Linked DNA regions of Ovis aries: region 1 is linked to region 2. A link is a contact called in public Hi-C data. All regions are on one chromosome and are shown on one strand. The core of a region is the stretch at or near the end of the contact, and the rest is flanking DNA. Distances in the headings are between cores, read along the strand shown. Region 1 has its middle 10 kb from the start of FAM131C. Region 2 overlaps FBXO42 (F-box protein 42).

The links. A called contact is a pair of places that touch in the nucleus more often than the background predicts.
Region 1: a contact with region 2 is called in a Hi-C map of liver, with 5 times the contacts expected there. The contact joins two enhancer-like sites. A contact is called at or near these places in 7 of 16 Hi-C or Micro-C datasets (blood, hypothalamus, liver and 3 more).

Annotation. Positions count from the first base shown.
Region 1 is chr2:249,698,936-249,702,201 of ARS-UI_Ramb_v3.0, forward strand. No RefSeq gene overlaps it. Among named protein-coding and RNA genes, the nearest start is that of FAM131C, 10 kb to the right of the region's middle. Within about 2 kb of position 1,321, at least 12 of the 54 cell types and tissues checked have an H3K27ac peak or open chromatin away from gene starts, as enhancers often do. A contact at or near this core is called in liver, where this site is marked.
Region 2 is chr2:249,441,336-249,444,314 of ARS-UI_Ramb_v3.0, forward strand. All of the region lies in intron 1 of FBXO42 (F-box protein 42), which reads left to right. The region is part of intron 1 of LOC132659363 (a long non-coding RNA gene); the gene reads right to left. It also overlaps the pseudogene LOC132659362. Among named protein-coding and RNA genes, the nearest start is that of FBXO42, 13 kb to the left of the region's middle. Within about 2 kb of position 1,321, at least 6 of the 54 cell types and tissues checked have an H3K27ac peak or open chromatin away from gene starts, as enhancers often do. A contact at or near this core is called in liver, where this site is marked.

The DNA of each region.
Region 1 (3,266 bases), core at 71-2,570, 260 kb after region 2:
GAGAAGGGAGGCCCGTGGCTGCTCCTGTCGCTCTCAGAGGGCAGAGGAGGGAGGCGGGGGCTTGGGTCGGGGCCTGGACACGAGGCAGCTGCAGGAGAAGAGACCCGCCGCGCAGTCCCGGGCTGCAGCTGGCCCTTCGGAGGGGGTCTCACCATCCAGACAGGGGTTTCCTTCCAGCCGCCTTCCCGACTTTCATTTTCCGCAGCAAAGGGTCCCAGCTGCACGGCTGGCTCCCTAGTGGCAGGGACTGGCACCCAGGCCCCCACCCCCAGCTGAGGTTCTGCTCGGGAGGACGGCCTCGGCTTCTCAGTGCTTGCCCCAGGGGGCACTGCCTCCTCCCAGCCCCTCTGCTCCAGGCTGGAGCCCTGCCTCCATCCCGTGTACCTTCCCTGCTTCCTCGGGCTCCCGTTGCCCTGGTCCAGGCGTCCTCTGGTCGGGGCACTCACGCTGGGGCATCCAGACAGAGGCGGGGAGGGGTTCTGTTTTGGCCCAGTTCTGACCTCACTTTCATTTTACGTGCAAAGAGCAAGGTGCAGGGAATTAAGGCTCCATCAGCACACAGCCTCGGAGGAGGAGCCGGAGTGGACCCCAGGGAGCCCACTCTGGAGCCCGCACATCCCCCCCCACTCACCCAGCCTCTACTAAGCCCCGCCCCCGCCTTTTCCAGACCCCCGCTGCCGCCCAATCTTCGGCCTCCAGTCTGCGCCTTCCAGAAGCCACATCTGACCGTCTCCCGCCCTCTGCTGAACCTGTCAGGGGCTCCGCTGTGCTTCCTGGCCTCCAGCGCCCTCCCTGTGGTGACTGGCCAGGCCACGAGCCAGCTGGGCCTGGGGCCTCCTCCCGGCCCTGCGTCCAGAGTGAGGGGGGCAGCAGTCCCCCGTGAGTCGACAGGAAACCCCTCACATGTGCTGGGTCCCACCTGGGCAGTCCAGCAGGGCCCCTGCCCAGGGCTGAGCCCTCCCTCTGGAGACCCCCAGGCTCCTGGGAACCAGAGCTGGTGAGTCAGCGGGCGGCCGGGGCGCAAGCACACACTGGCCCTGCTGGGCGCCCTTGGCCCTTTCCTCCCCAAGCAGCTCCCCTTCCAGGGAGCAACGAGCTGACCAGCTGCCTCCTGGCAGGCAGGCTTGGGGGACAGGGCGGTGAGGCCTCAGCTCCGTGCATCTCCACCTCCCGGTAGGGAGGCCTCCGCCACAGGGCCCACCCCACCTGCCCAGCTGCCCCCTGCAGGTTGCTTTCCGGCCTGGGTCTGGCTCAGCCTCAGGGCTGCTGGTCACGTAGCCAGGCTCGCTCCTCCTCTTGTGGCCGTGCTGCTGAGCACAGCGGTTTCCTGCTGGGAGCACACAATGAGGCCTGCCCCACGGGACCCACCCGGGGAGGTGCTCCCGCCGGCGCTGAGGCACTGAGCGTGGCGACCTGGGACGGGCGACGCCCTCTCTGAGCCTCGGGTGCCCTGGTGAGAAGTGAGGGGTGAAACAGGGTCATGGGAGGCCACTCTCCCACGACGATAAGAGAAACTCGCCGTGAGCACCGAGTGTGCGTCCTCACTAACACCGCAGAAGCTGGCGCCCAGCGAGGCGAGCCCCCTCCGTGGCTCGGCTCCCCTCCGTGCCGGGCTCCCCCTCTGTGGTCCAGCCCCCACTCCGCGGTCCAGTCCCCCTCCGCGGCCTGGCTCCCTTCCACGGGCCGGCCTCCCAGAGCTTCCTCCTGCTGCTCAGAGGTCTGTGACCCGCGCCAGCCCCACGCGCAGCCCATGTCTCCCCCATCTCCCCCCAGAAGGCACCCAGCCCAGATGGGTTGAGCACCAGAGGCATCGTTGGCTCAGATCCAATCAGAGGGACCTGGCCTACAGTGACCCGGGTCTGCAGACCCTGGGGGGCAGTGGGACAGAGGGTTAGGGCAACATTGGAAGCAGAACTGAAAACGGAAGTGAATTGAGGAGGAAGGGAGAAATGAAAGCTGAAAACGGCCTCAGGGGCAGACGGAGCCTGCCACCTTGGGACCAAGAACCATGTGACAAGCCCCCAGCCAGGGGTGCTGCAAGCCTGGGAGCCCAGCATCTCGCAGAGCTAACTCCTGACCCCCGCCTGCCTCCCCCTCTACAGGACCCTCAGCCTCGACAATCCCTATCTGTCTCCCGATTTGGACCGGGCTCTCCAACCCAAAGCCTGGGCCCCAGGGTCTGACCGTGAATCAGAGCCTCCCAGTGGCGGGGAGAGGGGACATGGCCATACGCTCCAGGATGGACCCCAGAGCCCCCTGGCCTGACTCTGCCAAGGATCAGGGTTTGCACAGGGGGTTCCTGGGAGAGCGGGCCCCAGGGAGGGTCTTCCTCAGTTCAGGGCAGGTGTCTGTGGATGAGGAGACAGCTTTCTGCCCGGGCGCTGAGGCTTCCCTGGGGGTAGGGGTCGTAGCTATTGTCCCCACGGCATGTCTCCCCTCCTCAGGCTCAGTGTCCAGAGCCTGACAACAGGAGGCCCCTGCCTCCTCGCCAGCCCTCCAGGATTAGAACGGACTCTGGTGATGGTCAGCCATGACCTGCATCGTGCCCCTCTTCCAGACCTGCAAGTGTCTCAGCCACTCAACTCTGAAGCTCCGGGTCCCCAGAAGGATCAGCCCTGGACAAAGCCCCAGCGGTGCATCCTCACCTCCTGCCCCCGGCCTTCTCCTCCTGGCACGGAGCGTGGCCGCCCTGCTCTCCTGGGCACATGGGGTGCAGGATTCCAGCGCTCATGTCTGAGTTTCCTCAGCGCTGCAAAGTTCCTTAAAATAACCCCCACTCCCTAGGTTAGTTGTTGTTGCTTAGTTGCTGAGTCGTGTCAGACTCTCTGCAACCCCACGGACTGCAGCCCACCAGGCTCCTCTGTCCCTGGGATTCTCCAGGCCTGAATACTGGAGTGGGTTGCCGTGCCCTCCTCCAAGGGATCTTCCCAACCCAGGAATCGAACCCGTGTCTCCTGCATTGGCAGGCGGATTCTTTACCACTGAGCCACCTGGCAAGCTCCTAAACTTTGAGGACCAGAAGGTCAACGTGTATGGAAACCTCCACCCAGTGAGGTGCAGCATCCTGAGGACTTTAATTGTTAACAGGATTGACTTGCTGTCCCTCTGCATGCCTGTTCCCCCCTGCCTCCCTGCATTTCTGACTTCCTTATCTCATGGTTGCCGCTGCCTCGGGCCTCCAAGCCTGCTGGAAGAGCCCTCCGTCCTCAGACAGACCCTGCCCCAGAGCCACTCGCTCTCATGCCACCACAAGCCTCTTCCCAGGT
Region 2 (2,979 bases), core at 71-2,570:
ATTCTGGTGGTCCACCATTAACAAAAATGTTGATTGGATAAACTATATTTACTACAACCAACAGAGGTTTGTTAACTATACCAGAGATGCTCTAAGGGGAATAGCAAAACAGATGCTACCAGCAAAACGGCCTGGGGAAAATTGACTGGCCTTAGACACGCTTCTGGGCTTCCCTTGTGGCTCAGCTGGTAAAGAATCTGTCTGCAATGCAGGAGACCTGGGTTTGATCCTTGGGTTGGGAAGATGCCCTGGAGAAGGGAAAGGCTACCCACTTTGGCATACTGGCGTAGAGAATTCCACGGACTGTATAGTCCATGGGGTCGCAAAGAGTCGGACACGGCTGAATGAGTTTCACTTTCACTTTCAGACATGATTCTGGCAGAAAAGGGAGGCGTATGTGTTATGGTATGGTGTTAATGTCGTACTTTCATACCCAACAACACGGCCCCTGATGGCACAATAACAAGGGCCTGGCAAGGTCTGACCCCCTTGGGTAACGAGTCGGCCGAAAACTCGGATAGGTGACCCGTTGTCCAGTTTGATGGGACAGTGGTTTGGGAGATGGAGAGGCATCATGTTGTCTATCTTGACTGCCCTTATTATCACACTTGAAATACCCCGCTAGGGTGTTGCCTCATTCCTTGTGTCAGGAGCCTAATACAAAGATGAATAGAAACAGCTCTCACCAAGCAGTCGGCTGCAGCCTGTCATAGCAACCTTCTATTCCTGGAGGAGTCTGAACGTGAAAGTCATTCCATGCTGAGTTCGAAGGAAAGAATCGCTGACCATCATAAAAATGGGGTGGGACTTGTAAGAAACATATGGTCTTTTCTACCAAAGAAGAGAGACTGAAGAAATGGATTCATATTGATTTTTTTAGAATAGCTAAATAGGAAGGTATGTCTATCTGTGTGTTTATGTATGCATCTGACTTGTGAATAAGAGTCCTGGGAGGGTGACTCGTCGGTCTTCTGTTTTCTTGCCTTCCTGGTTTCTCTTCCTCATAACAACAACTTGGCAGGCTGATTTTGCGGGCTCTACCCTGGACACAGGCAAAGAACCAAAGGGCTGGAGAAAATGTTTAATATAAATCCTCCACTCAGCAGCTTACAAGTATCACGCATGACCCCCAGCGACCAATAAAATTTTAGGCGCCGTTCGGGGAAGACTGTGACCCTGTGGTCCTCAGCCTGTGAGGGACCAGGGGAGGGAACCTGCGTTTTAGGGATGAAAACCGGGAGCGCTTCCCACTCGCTGCGCCCGCTCCCGCAACTTTGCGGAAGTAGAGACTGCCTTGTGAGCCGCTTCCGTCTGCGTTATTCCTGTGACTCAGAGCATTTCCTACAGCTAGAGCGGACGTTGCTCTGTTTCCCTTAAGACTGAGGAATGTACCAAGGAAAGGGGGGAAATAGCACATAAAGCACTGACCTGTTTACCCTGGTTTGCCTCCTGCAATAGGCTGTTGATTAACCAAGCCTTGAGTTATTTTACAGACAGCGCTGCACATGTGGAAGACGGGAACCCAAGTCTCCAGGATGACGCCGGGACCTGGAATCTTCAGTTTACAGAACTCATGAAACAGACTGTTGCCCCTGCAGCCTTTTACCAGCAAGAAGTTCTTCAACAAGAAAAACCCAGCTTCCGGTTGTCCAAGTAGCTTGCTTCCAATCGGCTTTCTGACCTTCGAGACTAGCCAATAAGACTGTGCCAAGTTTGAAATTCCCCTAACCCCTTACATTTCACCCTGAACACTGGATGGGGAGACAGATCTGAGCCCTGCCTCCTGTTGACTGACCTCACAATAAAAGTTATTCTTTTTTTAAAAGCTGGTGCCATAGTGTTGGCTTCTGTGTGTTGCAGACAGTGAGCCCTTGCTTGGTAACAAAAGGATGAAAAATATCCACTGATGCATACGAATTTTGGTATTTCTATCTGATAGAGTGAAAATGGTGGCAGTATTTCCTCCTCGTAAAGCAGTATTCCAAGCATCGATTAACACTATATCCTCCACTGTGAGGTGAAAACATTAGTTGTTCTATCAACATGAGTTGATAGAATTGCACCTGAGCTGGATGGCCAGAATATTGACGTTCTCCTGAGTCTTTAATGACGGACATATACATTAACAACACCTTAGAAACTCACTTTATGTGTCTTCCTAAAGTGTTCTCTGTTTTGTTTTTGGACACTTGCAACTTTAACGTGCTGTGTGATCTTTGGAAGGTACTTAGGGTTTCTGGGCCTCAATTTCCCCCAGTTAAGAAAGGATAATAATAACAACTCCTTCAAAGGTAAACTGTAAGGATTAAATGAGTTACTGTGCTGAAAACCTTAGGAAAATGCTTAACCTACAGTACAAGTTCTAAGGATTAGCTGTTATCATTATGGCGGTGTCTGGCCAGCGTTAATTCACTGGTGCTCACTTGTGTCTAACTCTGTGATCCATGGACTGTAGCCCACGAGGCTCTCTGTCCATGGGCTTCTCCAGGCAAGAATACTGTAGTGGCTTGCCATTTCCTTCTCCAGGGGATCTTCCTGACCCAGGGATCGAACCCGGGTCTCCTGCATTGCAGGCGGACTCTTTACCCATTGAGCCGCTGGGGAAGCCCCTGCCTGCCTTAAGAAGATTTATAATTCTCACTTCTCTAATCCTTTTTTTTTTTTTTTTTTTTTGCCAAAACATGAAAGCAGAAGAGGCAGACAACTTGTGTTTTATTCTCTCTGACGTGTTCCGGTAGGCCTCTCAGTATTGAAAACATATCATTTAGTGGTGTTGCTTTTGGCTGCTACAATCAAGTTATCTTAGAATGCCTTCTCAGAGTAGGTTTCTTCTCATATTTTTAGCATGCTATTTAATCTTTCTAAAGTGAGTTTCCTGTTGAGAAATGTTGCATTTGTATGCCTAATGATTATTATAAATTACAGTCATGAGTTAACTGTTACTAGTCTTTATTTAGAAGTTACAGTAACATGCTTACT